Regions from separate parts of the Bombyx mori genome. Here region 1 is linked to region 2. A link is a contact called in public Hi-C data. All regions are on one chromosome and are shown on one strand. The core of a region is the stretch at or near the end of the contact, and the rest is flanking DNA. Distances in the headings are between cores, read along the strand shown.

What was found. Hi-C and Micro-C count contacts between places; a contact is called where the count stands out from the background.
Region 1: a contact with region 2 is called in a Hi-C map of whole pupa, with 3 times the contacts expected there. The contact joins the promoter of LOC101736592 here to the promoter of LOC101736209 in region 2. A contact is called at or near these places in 2 of 7 Hi-C or Micro-C datasets (midgut and whole pupa).

What each region holds. Positions count from the first base shown.
Region 1 is chr17:12,392,921-12,396,941 of ASM3026992v2, forward strand. LOC101736592 (synaptogyrin) reads left to right here and starts at 2,278. Exons shown (of 5, transcript XM_004932495.5): 1 at 2,278-2,530; 2 at 3,240-3,474. The coding sequence starts at 2,429.
Region 2 is chr17:12,051,535-12,055,347 of ASM3026992v2, forward strand. LOC101736209 (caskin-2) reads left to right here and starts at 2,035. Exons shown (of 10, transcript XM_012695782.4): 1 at 2,035-2,302.

The DNA of each region.
Region 1 (4,021 bases), core at 1,028-3,527, 340 kb after region 2:
TCGCGGGTTCGAATCCCGCCAAGGGAAGATATTTGTATGATAAATATAAATATCTTTTCCAGGGTTATGGATGTTATTAAATATTAAATATATGTATGTGTATAATAAAACTCTTACATTTATATCCGCTATCTGGTACTTGTAACACAAGTTCTTTACGAACTTATCACGAGACCAGTTAACGTGGCGTGATTGTCAGTAAAAAAAAAAGAATTCAAAATTAACAAATAATAAAAAGTGCAGATTGGTAAAAATAGGAGGCGCTTCATGGGTTTCGCACACAGGCGCTGCCGGGAATCGGCGCGAAGTTCGAACAGGGTCGAAGGCGCTCTGGTAGCGTATGTACCTCAGTACAAAAAAAACTGCTAATCTCAATTACTCACTAAGAAATACTCTATCAAAAAAACTAGACAGCTAGTGAACTGCAATGCAATTTCATTAGTTTTTCCCCCTCCCTATCTTTTCGTCGATAGCCTAATGGACTATTCCAACTACGCGCGGAGGAAGGACTGGTTGGCTTATAAAACTCTTTAACGCAAACAGGACGGTCATGATCGTTCTGCTAAGAGTGTAGCGACAAACAAGAATAAGAGGGGTTAAGTGATAATTTTTCTACTGGTGGTAGGGTGCGTTCCGGCTTAAACAGTGAAACGACCGTAATAGAATATAAGTGAAACTTTGATCTCGTGTCTCAAGGTGGGTATTTGCGTTCTGAAGTCTACATGCTTCGGTAACCACCATCAGGTCGAGCATAATAAGCTCGTTCATCCGCATATGCAACAACAGCATTCTCATTTTGGATATGCATTAAAAATCGATTTCACATACTACAGAAAAATCGCTTTGAAGTAGGTATATAAATCATACTAATACTGATAGCAACATAAAGGTGCATTGATTATAGTTAACAGGGAAACAATATGATAATAACAAAGAAAATAAGCAGCACTTAATCGTTTTGTTTTAAAATGCAACAAAATTTTCTCAAAATAATTCTTTGACAATGTATAAATTTCATATAAATTTTCTCATACATGAAATGAATATAAATTGAGAAGTCTCGCTTACTATCGTCGAATTTTTATCCTCGAAAACGGGCTTATGCAAGTGCTTGTGATCATGTGTTTTGGAAAATATATTATGTAGCAAACCGACCGGTACGTCACTCTCGCGGCCGTATGCCCGCTCGCTATACATAGTTAGCATCTATGTCGATCTTTTCAACAGTGTATAATCTATGTTCCGGGCGCTTCCGTTTTGAGTGTGAATAGCGTGCGCCCGCGTCTAAATGTAATTATTGTTTAAAATTGAAAATTGTTTGTGATAAAGGAAGATTAAAATTCGAAATTCGATATTGGTGACTAACCCATAGTTTTAAATACCCCTGAGATCTACCCCTCACTATATCTGGCGCCCAACGTGGGGCATGTTGACAAACCTGATGAAGTTTTAGGGAAATATCATGTGAACGATCTCACTCTATACCGTGAGAATCAGAGTGATGCTCTTCCGCGGCCGGTGATGCCTAAAAAGAAACGTGGTCGTCCCCCAAATAATGTTAAAACAGATTCTCGAGTTCCAGGGCATATGACGACACGGCATGCTGAACCATGTGCTGAAGCTCCACGTCTTTCTCCCGCAGCTGGTGGTATGGTTGGTCTTGCGCCTGTCCCTCAGCCCAGTAGTAATGAGATGCTAGTCCAGGAGCGAGGGCGTCCTCCAGGACTAGAGGGGGAGTATGTAGCAAACCGACCGGTACGTCACTCTCGCGGCCGTATGCCCGCTCGCTATACATAGTTAGCATCTATGTCGATCTTTTCAACAGTGTATAATCTATGTTCCGGGCGCTTCCGTTTTGAGTGTGAATAGCGTGCGCCCGCGTCTAAATGTAATTATTGTTTAAAATTGAAAATTGTTTGTGATAAAGGAAGATTAAAATTCGAAATTCGATATTGGTGACTAACCCATAGTTTTAAATACCCCTGAGATCTACCCCTCACTATAATTATAGTTTTATGATTGCTCATTATTCCAATTTTCCGTTTACCTTGGATTAAATGAATACCTTTGATGCAATCAATAGTATTCATTAATTTCAGTACTGTAAAATGTTCGGAATCAATGTACAAAATCAAATAGTAGCATGGTTTTGTAAACTTAAGCTAGATTAATCATTAACAAGACAAAATTATACTTTTATGTTGAATCTACAGTCTTTAGAAAAATCGATTTAATCGCTCAAGTGCCGCTCGCTATTTATCGAAATCACTCCAACACTACTGTCAGATTTTTCTGTCAACTGAAAATTTCAGCTGCGCGATCGATAACACGAATTTGGAGTAAGCGGAGGTCAAGTTATATTGGGTCATTGATGCACGGCTAACTGCACTAGTATCACAATCAAGTTATCTAATTGCGGTGTGCTAAAATGGATACTTCCGGTGCGTATGGGGGTGGAAAAGCTGGAGGCGCGTTTGACCCTCAGGCTTTTATTCAAAGGCCTCATGTGATCGTCAGGGCGGTATGTTGGGTAAGCATCATTAAAAATGCTCTGGTGTCCTAATAATACGTTATTATATACACGTATTAAAAATGTTCAATTAACAGATTACTCCTTAGAAGAACTCTACATTTAAAACATTTGTTTAAATATAATTTTCCAATAAACGTAGACTGATTGAATTAAATGAGAAAAACAAACATTTAATCAAATTATTAATAATGAACAAGAACCGAATCACGTCGATATTATACATTTCCCATAAAATTTAGGATATGACAAATTAATCTCAAATTCCAACGAATACTTAAATTACCTATCTCGTTCTTAAAACAAGACGCTGAAAAAAATATTAATTTCAAAAAAATAAATAGTGCAAAATTATGAGAATAAAATTCTGAAATCACAAAATGGATGAACACCCAATTAATAATGAAAGCTGGTGGTTCTATAGGAGAATTCTGACATATTGCCATTAGATACTGCTATTAAAAGACATAGTTAAAAATAGCTGCTTACAGAACATTCAACTTTCTGAGACAGTAAATGCCTGAATTAAGTTAATTTGAAATTTGTTTAATTGTGTTTAGTGCATTATAATTGCAGGAATGTTTTCATTGCCCAACATAAATACCCATATGTCCAGTTGAGCTTTCATACTGCTCTAAATTCAAAAAAGTCTATTTCTTTATTTCCATAGACTATAGAAAACTATTTAAAACCTTTTTGTCTCATCCAGCTGTTCAGCGTGATTGTAATGGGCTGCATATCATCCAAGGGCTGGCGTACTGACTCTGATGGGAAGGACCATTGCGTGTACAATGATGACACAAATGCATGTAACTATGGTGTCGGGATATCTGTCATTGCATTCATTGCCTCCGTGGCTTTTATTGTCGGGGAATATCTCTTTGAGCAAATGTCCTCTGTCAAGACTAGGAAGCATTATGTGTTGGCTGACTTAGGTTTTTCTGGTGAGTTCTCTAAATTGTATTTAATGTTGATATTATATAATTACATCGAGCTACCCATTATTCTAATATCCACCGATGACCATAGGCATGAAAATTGATAGAATATATTTATTAGATTTACTCAATACTTTTTTAATAGGTCAACACCACTTATGCAGTTCACTATATCCAAAATTTTATAATGTAATGAATTTTCTATCAAATCAAAGTACGTGTCACTAAATCTCTACTGATATATGCTATAATCAAATTAAATATGGGGTCATTCCATTTAACCTTATTTAATTTATGAAACATGAAGAAGACTGCACTACATTTTGTGCCATGTTGAAGCAGCTATCTTACTTAGCTCATGATTTTATTTATTTGTTCTACGAAATGTATGTGTTCTGCACATTGCGCTTCTAATACTCAAGACCAAAAAAAATTAAGCTAAGAAAATTCTTGAAAATGACGTAAGTTAATCTTGTCAATCTTGAAAATAATGCTTTTACATATTTAAGTATCTTGTACGATGAACCGCTGTCTGTTACATTGTGAAACTACT
Region 2 (3,813 bases), core at 785-3,284:
TGTCATAAAGCAGACATAAAAAGAAATACATATTAAAACTAGGTAGGAACTTCCTATAAAATGTAGAGCAGAGATAAAGAGAGAGAGAAAAGATGTACTTTTTTTCCTACCTATGCTGATACCCTTGAGAGGCTATTTCAGCTTCTCCTTGACGTGTAGGTGAGCTCACGGGGCTCTGACCGGGAGTGTTGGTAACACTGGCCCTAGCACGAGCAGTGCTTCGCAGAATCTACCACCGCATCGGAAACACGACCCACTGAGAAGATCCGGCGAGAAACTCAGTGGGCTGTATCTGTGGGTAAATTCACTCGTCGAGCCTTTCATCGCAAGCGACGTGTTCGGCGAGGATGGTGACCAGTGCTTGTGGTAGATACCTAAAAGCACCGTAGAGATGTACAGTAACTTTTCACGAAATGAAAGTATGGGATTCGGGTTTGAAAACTTACTGTTGATTTTAAGAATTTTTTATAGTTAGATTTTAATCATTTTTTATACTTAGGACAAGTGACCGACATCCACTTGAGGTTAATTGGTTACTAGAAACCATGGACATCACAAACGTGAATGCTATATTATTATGAAGCATACGAACATAATAATTATGTGATGAATAGAATACAACTTTTAAGTTTTAACTGAAAAGCTATGGATAGTTGCATGCTACGCAACTAAAGGAAAGCAATTAAAAATAAAATCTGAATGTATAGGCTACTTTTCTTAAATAGCCTGTCGAAATAATAATCGAAGTCGAAAATAAACAAAAAGAAATAAATTTCATTGCTTTGTTGGTACCTACCTCGTACCTACGTTTTGATAACAAACTGGTCAAACTTATTAAAAAAATGACAAATTCAAAATAAGCATGCGTGATTAACTAAAAAGTCAAAACGATTCACTAGATGGCATTAGTTGTTTGGATATCTAATTATGAATGAAGCTGCTGATGTTCAAATAAATACGTTTTCTTTAAAAAAATCTTACACGTATGTACTAGTTAATGCTTATTTCAAGCGAATTGTTTTATGTGAGAATTAAAACCTGTAAATGTATTCTTGTAACTTGTAATTTCTAAATGAATTCTTATTTATTTTGAGAACTTAATATGATCTGAATCATTTCTAATTTCAGGGACTTGAAATGGGATGAATGCATTGCACTACTTTGGTCAATGGTCGCCACTAGAGGTGTAATCTTGTAGTACGTCCGTAGTAGCTACGCCGTAGTCCTACGTGTCCGTTGTGTATCGATTAGTTACCCGTAAATTCTCGACGGAACCCGACGTCTTCCGAACTCTGCCGATGTTACCCGACAGCTACGTCCACACATTGCGGAAGTAATGAAATGTACAAAAAGATATGAAGCGGAAAAATTGTCGCTGTCTTTTTCTTCACGTCGCATCTTATCCCGTTCCTAAAAAGGATTCTTTTGTCGATTTTCCCTTTCAGCGCATTTACCGAAAGCGATGACGAATGAATAGGTACATTAAATTGTAAAAGCTAAAATTGTAACGTTTTGATATTAATTTATATTTCACATATATAAATAAATGCGCATTTAACAATTTAATCTTAAATATATATAATCTAAGCGATGACTAGAACTTTTGGGTTAATTATATAGGTAAGTACGGATAAAAAGAAACGCATGTACATGTTTATGCGTAGATTGAAAAATTGAATTTAAAATACAAAATTTTACTGATAATCTTGTTATTTTTTTATAAAGAGCCAGTGTGAAAGCACCGTGAAGGATCAAAATAGCTATCAAAACTGATCGTCAGCTTTGATAGCTATTTCAGTAACGCCAGACAACAAGAAATAGCGTGAAACGTGTACTCAACAACTTTAATGGTTTTGTTTATAATGGCTGCGTACCTATTGGGCGACACCAGCAGGGTGTAAGTGACTACGACTAGGGTGGCGCACCCTTGAATACGTACCGCGTTATTTATGGTATATTTTGACGTACAGACTCACTGCTAACTTCACGTAGCTGGGCATACAGGGTGATGGATGGATAGTGTTATCGGTGTTTTTCGCCGTAGTCCGTGCTTAGACCGTACTTTTTATTACTGTGCTTTACGGAAATCCCCTAATACGTCAGAGTTGTTCATGGAAATCACGTTATTTCAATGAAATTAGTGGCTGACGCCCGGTGTTTCTTCATATTTCGTTTCATATTTATGTGTAAAGCGAACTATATACAGCCCTTTTCTTATATTTTGCGAAACAAATGCAATTCTTGTGATGTGATTTCTTTAACTAGGAGTACTTCGAGCCCCTATACTGATTTAAAATACAAGGTAAGTTATAATTAATATCTTTTAAACTATTATAAATGTATTTGTGTGATAATATATTTTCGTAAAGGTTTAAAAGTCGCTGTTGACAAAAAGCTAAACTATTACTTTAAGTTTCGTTCAATTTATGTACCCATGTTTACAATTTGTGTTTACATTTGTACCAATTGCTAATTAGGTTTTATTGGCCCTGTGTAGTAAACATTCAATTTATTTAAAACAGTGACATCTACCGGTTGACACTTAAATCTTTTATTAGTTCAGAGCTATGCCACAGTCAGCGCCAAAGTGTCAGACGCCGACACGCCTGCAGTCACGCGGCGTTGACGCGCGTCGCAACTTGTTTGCGTGGGTGTAGATCGTTTCGTGATAAAACATTTCATGTTTTCTTTCTTATCAACTAAACAGAGCAGTGCTACACGTTTGTATCTATGAAGGTTGCATTATTATGCTATCGTAAAAAGTTCGATAAGTGTTCCTTGTGTCATAAATGAAAAGTGCAAGTTCACGAGTGTGTTTTGTTGTTGCTGACTTTGGAGACAGGATTTCGTCCGTGCCGTGAAGGTCTAGGGCCGGCATGAGGAAAATAAACGGTGAGAATTCAAACATAAGAAGCTTTTCTGCATGATTGTAACCTACTAACACAAGATAACAAAATGTCATCAAGAGGTGGCCAAAGATAAGAAAAAGGGAACACGTGAAGTATGGACTCGAGAAAAACCGCAAATGATAATACTGCATGTTTGGAACGTAAAAATTTTTGGAAGCTTGCTTGTTGTTTCCGACATTAATTTCTTAACTCACTTCAGTTTCTTTTAAGAGCTTGAGAGTTCAAAAAAAGTTGAAACCGCCAACACGTTCCAACGAATTCCTACTGGACTTTTTAATTTGACTTGTTACATCACAGTCGGTGGCAGTCGGTTCGAAAAAAGTCGTGACTAGCAAGCGACACGAACTAACAAAAGACACGGCACCCCAGTAAAAAGTTATTAAGTAACTATCTCAGAATAGCATTGCCCAAGAAGAGGAGCGCCCGAAAAATCATTAACCGTAGCAGATCCCATACAAATGGTCCATAAACGTAATCCGACAATGTTTGATGAGCCGCCGGCTGTTAGGTCGTTCGATTGCGATACCGACACTCCGCTGGGCCTAGACAAAAGGTTGCGTGCGCCGTTTCGTCTCAGATCTAGACAGGACGCATAATTAAATGTAAAACTTTAGCGATAAACTTTACCGCTGATCGTTGTTCTGTACGTGATTTGTATGTTAATCGGACTAGTCTTGTAACGAACGATATTTTAAATAGAGTGCTTGAGACCATCGAGATCTTATCTTTTGAAAAGAATATAGAGTGAAAATGAAGATTCCTTCAAAAAACCCCAGATAACTCTCAACTCGATTGAATACATCGACAAATTCTTTAGTCAATGGATTTAAACATTATTTTTACAAAGCCAGAGTTATATTTTCTTTTTTAATTTAGTGGAATGAAAAATTTGTGTCCATTACAC